Regions from separate parts of the Mus musculus genome. Here all the other regions are linked to region 2. A link is a contact called in public HiChIP or PLAC-seq and promoter capture Hi-C data. All regions are on one chromosome and are shown on one strand. The core of a region is the stretch at or near the end of the contact, and the rest is flanking DNA. Distances in the headings are between cores, read along the strand shown. Region 1 overlaps Mecr (mitochondrial trans-2-enoyl-CoA reductase). Region 2 overlaps Gmeb1 (glucocorticoid modulatory element binding protein 1). Region 3 overlaps Epb41 (erythrocyte membrane protein band 4.1).

Region 1 (4,265 bases), core at 869-3,368, 390 kb after region 2:
TGCAGGGGCCCCACTTTGCTGAGAAGTATTTCTTAGGTGTCCTCCGGTTGGAGAACAGCACACAGCGAGTGGAGCTTCTCTGCAGTGGTGGGGACCAAGAGAATGCCTGTCTCTGGTCCCTCAGCACGGCTCTTTTTTTTTTTTTTTTTTTTAAAAGATCGATGTATGTATGTATGTATGTATGTATGTATGTATGTATATGAGTACACTGCAGCTGTCTTCAGACACTCCAGAAGAGGGCATCAGATTCAGTTACAGATGGTTGTGAGCCACCATTTGGTTGCTGGGAATTGAACTCAGGACCTCTGGAAGAGCAACCAGTGCTCTTAACCACTGAGCCATCTCTCCAGCCCCACCTCAGCACTTTTATATGTTTCAAAATATCTTGTGAGAAATATCTTAAGAAGCAGTAAGTGATGACTCCTGGGTTTCTATGGGGAGAAAAGGCTGGCTAGGCTTATCACAGAGACGAGGCTTTAGAGCACAGGCCAGAGAGCAAGATGTCCTTGTGCGCCACTGTCAGTATCCTTCTACCCTGGCTTATACTCACACTTGTAACTAGACAGCCCTCCTGATGGAGACCTGCAGGTTGAGGGACTTACGCTAGGTGCCGGAGCAGCTCTGTAGAACTCTTCCCACCAACACAGTTGAGAGCCAATCGGGGCAGCGGCAGGTCCTGAAAGTAAGGAGGCTACGGTGAGGGGGCTACTGGGTGCTCATGGGGTTAGAAGCTGCTACGAGCAGCATGGTAAGGCCAAGTGCTGAGTCAGAAGAGAAGGAAATGGAGTGTGCATGACTTTTTGGGCTTGTTTTTGTTATGTCTGAGAAGGGCTTTAGCAGCTTCATCCTCTCGTCCATCCCAGGACTTTGGGAAGCACAGACAAGCAGCATCTCTGTTCAGTGTCAAGGTACAGAGAAGTTTACACACGATAGGCTTTCCTCCACTTCAGCAATGCTGTCTAGGGCAAATGTGCTCAACACTGGGTATGTGGTTCTTCCATATGCTGTAGTGCAAAAGGCCTCAGATTGGGTCTGCTGGGGTGGATGCTCTAAAGAGGTACCGGCTTCGAGTTCAGAGTGATGGGGCCAGCCTCACCACTTTGTGATGATGTGGTTCTAAGGCTGGTGTCTCATCTATGCAGCATCTATGTCAGCTACTTTGTAGAGTTTTTCTGAGGGATGTCAAGTAAATGTGAGGCAGAGGCTTAGGAGCTTCTCTTCCTCTCTCCATGCCATAGTTTCCTCAGACCCTCATCCAGCTCGGACTCACACCTGCCATGTGGGTTGATGGACCACACCACAAATGTTTAAAACCTCGGCTTTCCTAAAGTCTGTCTACTTCTGCCTCCTTCCATGTCTGCACACTTACAGCATGCTATCCCCAGGCTAAGGTTGGATGGGCTTTGTCCTTTCCAGAAGAGAAGCGGTTTGCAGAGCAGAGCAGGGAAGGCATATTTTGTAATTACCAGGAGATGGCATGGGATTAAGGGGGAAGTGTTCTTAGCGGGGTGCCTCAGCTTTTATTTTACTTTGTGCACGTGAATGTGATTGCTTTGCCTGCATGTCTGTCTCTGTACCGTGTGTGCCTGGGACCTGTGGAGATCCTTTGGAACAGCAGTTGCAGATGGTTGTGAGCCACCATATGGATGCTGGGACTGCAAGAGCAGTAAGTACTCTTAACCGCTTATGCACCTCTCCAGACCCAGGCTAGGTACCTTGAAGATGGTTTTTGTCTCGGGCATCCTTAGCTCTTCCTCTGTGAGGACATAATCAGCTCCTAGATCCTTCAGTCTGTCAGTTAGCTTCTTGATGTCGGGTCTGGAAACCAAACACAATCAGGTCACACTGGCTAACTAGCCTCCCTCAAGCTCCCAGAACCCCTTTGCCACAGCCCTGAGAACACATTCCTGTTTTGAGAACAGGGATAGAGAGAGATTAAGCCAGACCTCAAGCAGGAGCTGTCCACATAATTCAGTCATGCTCTACCAGCTCTTGCCTCCTTTCCTCCCCGGACAGAGCCAGGCTGGGAGATAGTCTGACAACCTATGAGTGCACACACCCTAGAGCCATCTGTGCCCGGGGAAGAGCCATCCTACTTCCTCCTTCTACTCAGACACCACTTTCTTTCCTCTTGCTCTCCAGGGCACTTGAGGGTATCATGCAAACACACTCTGGGGCAGAGCGGTCCTGGACTCTCTGGTCCAGGCACGCAGAATCACTTTTTCATCACCACTGCAGAGGCAGGGGCAGGAGTAAGTACAACCCTCGTAAGAAAGGTCTCAAGTGACTGCCACACGGGAGCACACTGAGGTTTAAAGGGACTGGAGGGGACAATGGAAAGAAGGTAAGTCTGTTACTGACTTGCCGTGTCTTCCTGAGCAAGCTGCTTCCTCTCTTGGAAACTTGAGCTTCCTCATCTGTAAAAGAGAGACCACAAGCCTGCCCCACCTCCTTCACAGCTGTGCTTGGTGTACACATGCAACCGACAGGGCTAGAGTTCATACAACAGTACAAACCAGGGACCCTAAGACAAGTCTCCAACACTCCTGACTGTTCAGTAAGGACCATCACTGCCTCTTTTTGTCATCTCTGTGTCAGACTTTCACAGGGACTTCTTTTGCCCTGCGGAATGCTTGCAAGTCAGCAGCCAGCCACTCATGCTTACACATGTGCGCCATCTGGTGGAGATGTAGGAGTGCGCAGGGACATGAGGATTAGGCCTCCCAGTACCTGTCTCGGACAACGTTGATGGTCTTTAGGCGAAGGGCTGAGGCGATCTGAATGACTGCTTGGCCCACTCCACTGTTGGATGCATTCTGGATGACAGAGTCCCCTGTGGAAGACACTAGGTCAAGCCCTGCAAACTTGGGTTGAGGGCTCCCAGCCTGGGATCCTAGTGTGGATGCAGGACCTAGCAACGGCATTTCCTTATACGGTGAACTATCACTCAGTTATCAACACACTTTCCACACCTATAATGCGTCACGGGATTTGGACACTCTGTCCATGTTTCAGATACTGCTTTGTAACTGACCTTCATCTTCCCAATTTTTATGTCCTCTGTCCATCCATCCATCCATCCATCTATCCATCCATCCATCCAGGAGCACATTATTTCTTTCTACTATATAGGCTCAGGGATTGAATTCAAGTTGTCAAGTCTCAGTGGCAAGCACCTTTGCACGCTGAGTCATCTCACTGACCCATGCTGAGGCCGAGTCTCTGGTTTGAAATGGTTTTCTGGTTCTCTTCCTTTTTAAGTTCAGCTCAAGTGTGGCTTCCTTCATGAAGCTCTCCAAGGTTCCTTCTTGTTTGTTCCCAGAGGACTCTGGTATCTCATCAATGCTCAGGCTGTAACCATGTTCTACACTAAGCTGTGTTCATATTTATCAATACCTTCAGTCCTGAGGGAGGACCATCCCTTACTCCCTTGTGTATTATTTAATGACGGTGCATTTGAAATGGATGAGAGCCATATGAGAGAAATGGGAAGCTCCTGGGCCCTACAGAATGTTTGCTTTTGCTTTGTGGTGCTGGGGATAGAACCTAGGGACTTGAGCATGCCAGGCAAGTACTCTGTCACTGAGCTATATCCTCACCCCTACAATGGGAGAGCAATGTGGTGCCCTAGGGAAGTGTGGGCTCTGGCACACAGTGGAGCTGGGTGTGCATCCTGCTTTACCAATGACTGTAACTAAACAGCTACATCATGTCCTCTTAAAACTTCAATTTTAAAAAACAGGAGGCCTGCCGGACAGTGGTGGTACATACCTTTTACCCCAGCACTTGGGAGGCAGAGGCAGGCAGATTTCTGAGTTTGAGGCCAGCTTGGTCTACAGAGTGAGTTCCAGGACAGCCAGGGCTACACAGAGAAAACCCTGTCTCAAAAAAAAACAAACAAAAAAAACCCCAAAAAAACCAGGAAGCCTGGGAGCACCTTTCAGAGCATCTCCCATTGAAACCAAATTAGTAGGAAGATGCTCTGTTGACTGGGAAAGTGTCTGGTTTTGAAAGTCAGCAGCAGTCAGTGCAGAATGAGCTATAGCTAGTGGCAGACTCCTAGGTCAAAGATGCTCATTTACCTTGGCTCCAACCTATCACTCACTAGTTCATTCTCAACCAACTGTGTAGGTAGACGGCAGCATTGATCTGTTTCAGTTAGAGTTAAGGAGTACAGGAATACAGGATAATAACAAAGATAGTGAAGGCGAGTATTGGGCTGCCAAAGTTGGCTTCCATGATCTGTGTTCATCTATGCATATATT
Region 2 (4,451 bases), core at 1,786-4,285:
GCAAGTTGATGGTAGTGATCTCTCTGTCTGTCTGTTTCCTTCCTTTCTTTTTCCTTTTTTGGGACAAGGTCTTGTTACGTAGCCGAGATTGGGCCCAAGTTCACTCTCCTTCTCCCTTAGCCTCTTCAGTGTTGAGAGGATAGGTGTGTGGTGCTGCCATGCCTAACTTTAAGGGGTGATAAAAAAAAAAAAAGCCTAGTGGTGGTGGCACACGCCTTTAGTCCCAGCACTTAGAAGGCAGAAGCAGGCAGATCTCTGTGAGTTCAAATCCAGCCTGTTGTACAGAGTGAGTTCCCTTAACCACTTAGCCATCTCTCCAGCACCAAGGATGTTTGGTTAAATACTGACAGCGCTGTAACCAAAGCTCAAGAACAGTCATACCAAAAGAGGAGTGAGTGGTTATCCTGGAGGCATTAGATAGAAGGAAAAGCACCTAATATTTATATTAATGATTTATTTTTATTTCATGTGCATTAGTCTTTTTGCCTGCAAGTATGTCTGTGAGGATGTCAGATCTCCTGGGACTGGAGTTGTGTCAGTTGTGTACCATCATGTGGGTGCTGGGAATTGAACCCAGTCCTCTGCAAGAGCAGCTAATTCTTTTTAACTGCTAAGCCATTTGCTATTATTGTTTAATTAGCATTTATTTATTTATTTATTTATTTAATGTAAGTACACTGTAGCTGTCTTCAGACACTCCAGAAGAGGGCGTCAGATCTCGTTACGGATGGTTGTAAGCCACCATGTGGTTGCTGGGATTTGAACTCAGGACCTTTGGAAGAGCAGTTGGCGCTCTTAACCACTGAGCCATCTCACCAGCCCTTAATTAGCATTTTAAAATTTGATTTGTTCATACAGTTTTATAACTACCATTAAAAATTATATTCAGAATCCAAACACTTTGGCAACACATGGAACATAAAACCGGCTGGTGCAGGCTTAACCTCAGAACTCAGCTGCCCTGGAGCTCACTCTGTACAGCAGGCTGGCCTCAGCCTCCTGAGTGCTGCCACTAAACACCAGCACTGCCTGGCTTGCTTCTCCTTTTTCATTGCACAGAATCAATAACTGATTTTTATAGAAAATAACCAGATCCTTAGCTTAGAGTCTTCATCATATACTTAGGCCATACCTGAAATCTATGGGTAGCTGAGAACACGGTCACGTGTGACTGTTACAAGTCCACCTGAAGTAAGGAAGCTAATATCTTACTGAGTCCTGGGCAGGTGTGCTCCTGAGTTTGCCTGTCCTGAAACACTGCTTGACATAACTGACTTTTTTGAGGCAGACTTTGTGTAATAGCCCTGGGTGTCCTGCAGCTCTCATTGTGTGTAGACCAGGCTGGCTTTGAACTTACAGCCTGCCTCTGCTGGGATTATAGGAACAAATTACTATCACTCAGGGAGAAGACTGACTTTTTGTTTGTTTGTTTTGTTTTGTTTTGTTTTTTGTTTTTTGAGGCACGGTTTCTCTGTGTAGCCCTGGCTGTCCTGGAACTCACTTTGTAGACCAGGCTGGCCTCGAACTCAGAAATCCACCTGCCTCTGTCTCCCGGGTGCTGGGATTAAAGGTGTGCGCCTCCACCACGCCCGGCTGAAGACTGACATTTTGGTTCAAGTAATTATCAGCGCAGAATGATATGTTTTACAGTCAGTAACACACTAGGAAGACACTCACTAGGAAGAACATGACAGATTTTATCCGAAGACTAGTGATTTAGAGCACAGGGTGGAGGCTGGCTGATGTCCATTACCTGAGTGAGCTCCCCCATCGTGCCCGTGGCAGCATTGCTGGTCTCCTGAGCCCAGTAAATACCTGTCTGGAGAAGGACTGATTCCTCCTCCTCTGAGTCTCCTTACCCTCTCTCAACATCAGTAATCGTCACCAGCCTGGGGCTGGGCCACCCTTTGGCAGTTCCAAGTGATGGGCAAACTGCTGAGACAGGTGGAGAGCTGAGCTCAGTCAGTTCACTGCTTGCCTAGCTGCCTCTAAGTGTGAGGTCCTCAGGTGGATTTGGTGGTGGTGGTTTTTTTTTGGTTTGGGATGTTCGTGTGTGCGTGCGTGCGTGCGTGCGCGTATGTGTGTGTTTTTAAGACAAGGTTCCTTTGTATAGCCATGCTGGCGCTCCTCTGTAGACCAGGCTGCCCCTGAACTCAAATAGATCTACCTGTCTCTGCCTCCCCAGTCCTGGGATTAAAGTCATATGCTGCCACTTCCAGGAGTCATGACTATTATCCCTAGCAATGCAAAAATAAAAAATAAACTCAACAATGGAGGCTGGGGATGAGGGAACTTCCTGTAATTTCAGCACTGTAGAGTCTGAGGCAGAAGGATCACTTGAATTTGAGGCCAGCCTAGGCAACTCATTACTACCATGTCTCAAAATAAAAGTGAGAGATGATTCGGGCAGTGGTGGTGAACGCCTTTAATCCCAGCACTCGGGAGGCAGAGGCAGGCGGATTTCTGAGTTCGAGGCCAGCCTGGTTTACAAAGTGAGTTCCAGGACAGCCAGAGATACACAGAGAAACCCTGTCTCGAAAAATAAACCAAAAACAAAAAATAGTAAGAGATGAAAAAAATAAATAGCAATTTAGCTGAGGGGTAAAACCCTGGACGCACGTGAGAGGTTCTGGGTTTAGTCCTTAGAACTGTAAATACAAAGAAACCCAATTTTTAAATGTTTTAAGGAGGAGAACCACATGATTTTCTGGTAGGAGTATACAGGATTAATGAGAGTCTAGGCAAGCTCTTCCAAGGCTGGACATAATGAGGCCCGAGTCAAAGTAGCAGCAGTGGTGTTAGAGTCAGGGACGAGGCTGGAGTTAAAGAGTCTGTCTGGCAAGATTTGACAGCTGTTGGAACTGAGGGCACAAAGCGGAAAACTAGCAGAAGAGCTGGGTATGCAGTTTAGTGACAGAGTGCCTGTCTACCATGTCTAAGGGTCTATTTTAACGTCCACTGTACAAAAGAAAGGGAAGGAAATAGACGCAATCACCACTTCACTCAAAGGCAGGAAAAAGAGGAAGAGGTCTAGTGTAGTGCCCAGTCCCCATGCAGTGTGCAGGGTGACAGCCCTGACAGGGACAGAGCATGGGGTAAGACAATGGCTTCTGTATTGTTTGGGTTTGTTTATTGGAACAGCATCCTGCATTCCAGGTTGACCTAGAACTCCTGGCCCTTCCTGCCTCTTCCTCTCAAGTGCTGGGATGGCAGACATGTGACATTATACTCAGCTCAGGAATAAAAATAGCATGGTGATTATTGCAAACATAATTAATTCAATGGGGAGGTCTGCACAGTAGAGGTGCCACCAGGTGGTGGGTCAGCATCTGCAGAGACCAGTGTACCGGTGGTACTTTCAGATACCAGTGTGTTCAGGTTAGTGCGCAAGACTGATGAGAGAGGAAACAAAGGACACTCGTGTGACATGTTAGGTCATCTGAATGTAGAGACATTTGGGAAGATCTGCTTTACCTAACCGACTCCATCAAAGTCCACATAGGCACAACCCTGATTAGCTTCAAAGAGCACATGAGAGAGGTTGTGTTCATTGTGGTACGGTCAGAAGATTGCATAACCTCCCATTTAGTGGTACCTCTGGTGATTGCTGGGTACACGGGGCAGATTCATGTTACTATATACTTGGTTTATGCCAATAATTTGCTTCTGAAAGACTAAAAGGCTATAAAAAAAAAATAAACCCCAACTCTATAATGTGCAGATTTCAGCAAGAGCCATCCATTTCTGGGTCATCAGGCCACTTTCTGTCTCATGCTGTGTGCTGGCTCTGTTTTAGTCAGGTGAATTTTATGAACAGGTCTGTCCTATACTTGAAGCAGTATTTACTGTGTGTTGAGCATTTGCAGCAGTAGCTCTCAGCCTGCGGTCAAGACCCCTTTGAAGGTTGAACAACCCTTTCACAGAGGTTGCCTCAGACCATCAGAAAATACAGAAATTTACATTAGGATTCATGCCTGGGGCAAAGTTAGAGTTACGAAGCAGCAAGGAAATAATGTTATGGTTGGGGTCCCCACAGCATTAGTAGCTGTGTCAGAGGCTGCAGCGAAAGGAAGGTGAGAACCTGCCCTCCAGTTATTGAGGAAGGGCTGAAGAGACGGCTCAGCAGGTAGAGAGAACACGTCGCTCTTCAGAGGACCCAAGTTTGGCTCCCAACACCCACATCAGGCAGGCAGCTCACAACCACTTGTAACTCCAGCTCCACGGTATCTGACATCCCCTCTGTTCTCCATAGGTACATGCGTGCATGTGCACACACATACACACATGTGTAGATGTATATAAGCAATCATCTGGTTTTATACCCATAAGTAACACAGATCTGTAAAGTTATGAAGGAGAGGGTCCATGGAACATAGTAGCAAAGGGAATCAATGTAAGAAGGGTTCATTGACTTGGGGTGAGGTGAGCTGTTTCATCTTCTGGCAGTAACT
Region 3 (4,239 bases), core at 1,093-3,592, 270 kb after region 2:
AGAGCAGTATGTGCTTTTAGCCACTAAATTATTTCCTACCCAGGGCATTTTTTAAAAAGCTCTAAATTCTTCTCTACCACTTCCTAGAGAAGTGAGTCTGGAAAGATCAGAAGCTGAGTGTCCTTATATTCATGAGAGATAGTAACTTTTCTGTCCCAGAGAAGCCCAGGCTGACCTGAGGTGGCGTCGTGTGTGTGTATCACCATCTGCTGGTCAACAGTGGTACTGCCTCAGCCTGGAAGTACTGGCTGTGCCTTGAAGCACTGTTTCATTCCATACTCATTTGTTTGTGCAAGCACCTATCAGTATCTTCCCTCCGAGTTTCAAATCCACGACTCTTAACAAGAAAGAAGCTTTTGAGACAGGGTCTCTGTATGCAGCCCCTCAGTGTGGCCTGGAAGTCAAAAAGATCTGCTTGCCCTGACTCTAGTGTTGACATTGAAAGGCATGCACGCCACAAAATGTTTATTAAACAGGTTCTTTGTGTCAGTGACTATTCTAGGGTCTAGAAATATAAAAGTAAGTAAAAGAATGCTATTCTTCAGCCAGCTTGCATTTTAATATAGGAAGGCAGAAATAAGTACATACACAGAAAGAAATATAATAAATGCTATGAGAAGTCTTCGGCTTGAAGTCTTAGCTATCCAATATATGTGAAAATACACAGTTCTTCCTCAAATCAGCTGAGACCAGCAGGATTCTGAAAAGTGAGGTGCCATGACTATTTCAGAGGGCTGTGCCATCTCATAGCTGACTGAGCAGATAATTTCTCTGACCTCAGTGTCTCCATGTGTAAAATTATACTTAGATATAGAAGGACCATTGCTAGAAATAAGAGCATGCAAACAAACCTGTTTCCTTTTCCGTCTTACAAAGTGTGCTTGAGGTGGAAACAGAGGCAGACCGAAGGCATAGAAATAGATGGATTTCTAGTAGGCCTGGCAGGAGGAGGAAGTAAGTCGCAGAGACTCGCTGTCCACCGTGGTGACTGCGGGTTACAGGAGGGTTGCTGAGAGGTACACTAGCAAGTGTAAGGCCGGGCTTTCGTCTTCAGCACTGACTCTTCCCATATGGCCAACAGGATGACTTTTAAGTATTCTTAAAAGACTCATGAGTTAGTCCAGAGACCAGGTAGCCTCGTTTGGTATTCTGCAACATATGCACACACCAGTCATTCTCAACAAGTCAGTGTGTGTCAGTTTTAAAAATTAAAAGAATCTGGGCTGGAGAAGGAGGCACACACCTTAATTCCAGAGCTCTGTGCTTTACATAGCCAGACAAGCCAGGGCAACGTAGGGAGACCCTGCTTTAAAAAAAAAAAAAAACAAAAAACAGTCATCTGGTTTGAGACAAATGTTTAGTTCCCAATACTAATTTCTATTGTGTAATAATAGTGGTAGGCTGGAGCAATTATGGGATGTCTCATTCCCTGATTACTGAGTAATCTATAATTACAAATGCAGGTCTGTGACTAACAAAAAGCAGCTTTAGACAGTCAAAGGTTGACTAAAGTGTGTCTCAGGGCAGTACCTGCATACTGTGTGTGTTCTAAAAATTAGGATGTATAAGTAATAGAAGACCTTCTTCCTGACCTTATTACTTTGGACAAAACCTCCATTGCTGAGCAAATTTCTTTTAATAAGAAAAAATATTAATATGTTTTTTTTAATTTAAAAAATATTGTGTGTGTGTATGTTTTGCCTGCATGTGTGTCTGCATCACATGCATGCCTGGTACCCATGGAGGTCAGAAGAAGGTGTTGGGTCCCTTGGGAGCAGATGGTGGTGCGGTGGTAATAGATGGTTGTGAGCCACCATGTGGGTTCTAGGAATTGAACCTCAGTCCTCTGGAACCACTGAGCCATCTCGCCAACCCCCAGACATTGTTTGTGTGGTATCTCTTCGATGGTATCCTGTTTCTCAGGCTCTGTGTCACTCTGATTGAATAGTATTTATATTTTATGTTTATTTGCCCCTCTATAGCAAGAACATTATGAAAGTACCATCGGCTTCAAGCTCCCCAGTTATCGAGCGGCCAAGAAACTATGGAAGGTCTGTGTGGAGCATCACACGTTCTTCAGGTATTTTCTGCTCAAGTATTTCTTTCCCAAGGATATGTTATTTGTGCCTGCTTCTATTTTGAATCTGTTATTGAAATTATCATCTCTGTGGAGCTGGCATTTTATTTAGCTCAGGCAAGAGCAACTTAATCAAGACAATGCGAACCCGGTTCTTCCTCTTTTGGCTGGAAAGCATGGCTCAGCATTCCCACGGTGCCTTTCCATGCACTGTAAAAAGAACAGCGGAAGTAAAGAGTGAGACCCAGTGTTTGCCTGGGGCTCTGGTTGCTTTCACAGCAGCTGAACTGTCCTGGACATAGGTTGCTACAGACCCGCCTCCTAATAACTGTATAGCTTTAAGCAAGTAACTTCTTCATGGGATGTGTCAATTTCCTGTATCTGTAAAATCAGATACATTTCAAGGATGTTGTGTGAATCCTGCAGTGCTATCAGGCGTTTTGTAAACTGTGAGACCTTACCTGTAGAAACTTAATGTTTTTAATATTATAGCTCCCAACTAAATGACTTCTGGTTGCTTGAGATATGACCCAGACTACAATAGGGATTGCTTGACTAGAAATTGCCACAAGAGTTCAAAAACATCTTTATTCTTGGTTTGATTTTTAGTTTTATAGTCACAATAATAAAGTAATCCAAATAAAATAATAAAATAGGAGCATTATTATCATTTTTCTCTCCCAGACTCACCTCTACAGACACCATCCCCAAAAGCAAGTTTCTTGCCCTGGGATCCAAATTCCGATACAGTGGCCGGACTCAAGCTCAGACCAGGCAAGCCAGTGCCCTGATTGACAGGCCTGCTCCACACTTTGAGCGGACAGCAAGCAAGCGGGCGTCCAGGAGCCTCGATGGAGGTTTGTATTAGATGTTATTGATGCTACCGTGATCTTTAGAGAGAGATAAAGGAAGCATAAGGGGTTTTTACTGTTGTTGCTTTGAAATAAGAACTTACTATATCTGCGACTGGCCTCAAGCTCTTTAGCTTCCTGTGCTGACCTCCTGAGTGCTGGGGTTACAAGCATGGCACCATGCCCAACTTGGCAGTATGACTATTTATAATAATTCTACTATCTCCAGTTTACGGAGAACCTCAGTGGCCAAGTGAAAGGGGTGCTGCTGACTAATCCAGACTTAAGAACTTAAGGCTGTGTGCGGTGGTGCAGACCCTTAATCCTAGCGCTCCCAGCTCTTGGGAGGCAGAGGAGGTGGATATCAGTGCTAACCTATCCTACACAGAGGTCTCAGGCCAGCCAGAGCCACAGTGAGACCCTGACTCCAAGCACACAAACAAAACCCAATAACAGAGCTAAGAAAACCATCTTAAGAATAAGAAGTGAAGTTCACTGCAGACAGTAATGGCTGAATACCAACAGATTCTACAAGTATTTAACTCGTTTTTTTTATTTTGTTCAGTCACTTGTTTTGCATGCCTTATGTGCCTACTGTTCCCTGGAGACATTGCTGTGGGCATCAGATATGATCTTCATGGAGTTTTCAGTCCATAGGTATAAACAGAAGCAAATAAAAATAACTTCAGGTAGTTGTGAGTGCTCTGAAGAAAATAGAATGGGAAAATGAGGTGACAAGTGTCTCAGGCTGCAAGATGGTGGAGTGCTTCAGATCAGGTAATCCAGTTACAGTCAGAAGGCTCCTCAGAACGATGTCATTTAGTTACACCTGAACATTGAGAAGTTACTGGCCATCTCAAAGTCTAGGTGAACCACTCTAGATGAAAGAGTGGAGGCGTGAGCGCTGCCTTGTTCCACAGAGGATCTGAGCATTTCACTACAAACAAACAACCATGTGACCGCTGACTGAGCAGCACAGGGATGGATTTTAGTTAGCCTAGGGGAGAGGAGCATAAAGTGTGGTCAGAGCAGCAGGCAGGGGCCCGACTTAGAAGGGCCTCGAAGGCCCACAGTAATGAGCTTAGATTTTCTCTTCATTACAGAGGGAAACTATTGGAAAGAGTGACACAGCCTGCTGTCACCTCTGCATACCGAGCAGCAAAGACTCCACCTGCCTGAGGATTAAACCAGAAACAGGCCCGAGGCTGACACAGGGAGTCAATGCCAGACAACACCAGTTTATGGTGGGCAGAGAAAAGCAGTTAGAGATTCGTTTTGGAAGTAGAGCTGACAACATTGCCAATAAATTAA

What was found. HiChIP or PLAC-seq counts read pairs in DNA pulled down with a chosen protein or histone mark. Capture Hi-C pulls out chosen DNA fragments and counts their contacts.
Region 1: a contact with region 2 is called in a promoter capture Hi-C map of adipose tissue. The contact joins two enhancer-like sites. A contact is called at or near these places in 3 of 9 other capture datasets (adipose tissue, liver and pancreatic islet).
Region 3: an H3K27ac HiChIP or PLAC-seq map of microglia shows a contact between it and region 2, with 4 times the contacts expected there. The contact joins two enhancer-like sites. A contact is called at or near these places in 9 of 39 promoter capture datasets (the 3T3-L1 cell line, cranial neural crest, embryonic stem cells and 6 more), 1 of 115 datasets of contacts at active chromatin or transcription factors (microglia) and 1 of 9 other capture datasets (adipose tissue).

Annotation. Positions count from the first base shown.
Region 1 is chr4:131,859,329-131,863,593 of GRCm38.p6, reverse strand. Mecr (mitochondrial trans-2-enoyl-CoA reductase) reads right to left here. Exons shown (of 10, transcript NM_025297.2): 5 at 2,731-2,833; 6 at 1,716-1,818; 7 at 603-676. Among named protein-coding and RNA genes, the nearest start is that of Srsf4, 12 kb to the left of the region's middle. Within about 2 kb of position 2,118, at least 111 of the 459 cell types and tissues checked have an H3K27ac peak or open chromatin away from gene starts, as enhancers often do. A contact at or near this core is called in adipose tissue, where this site is marked.
Region 2 is chr4:132,246,240-132,250,690 of GRCm38.p6, reverse strand. The region is part of intron 2 of Gmeb1 (glucocorticoid modulatory element binding protein 1); the gene reads left to right. Among named protein-coding and RNA genes, the nearest start is that of Gm28874, 6.6 kb to the left of the region's middle. Within about 2 kb of position 3,035, at least 73 of the 459 cell types and tissues checked have an H3K27ac peak or open chromatin away from gene starts, as enhancers often do. A contact at or near this core is called in adipose tissue and microglia, where this site is marked.
Region 3 is chr4:131,973,379-131,977,617 of GRCm38.p6, reverse strand. Epb41 (erythrocyte membrane protein band 4.1) reads left to right here. Exons shown (of 21, transcript NM_183428.3): 10 at 1,983-2,080; 11 at 2,762-2,934. Among named protein-coding and RNA genes, the nearest start is that of Tmem200b, 54 kb to the right of the region's middle. Within about 2 kb of position 2,342, at least 3 of the 459 cell types and tissues checked have an H3K27ac peak or open chromatin away from gene starts, as enhancers often do. A contact at or near this core is called in microglia, where this site is marked.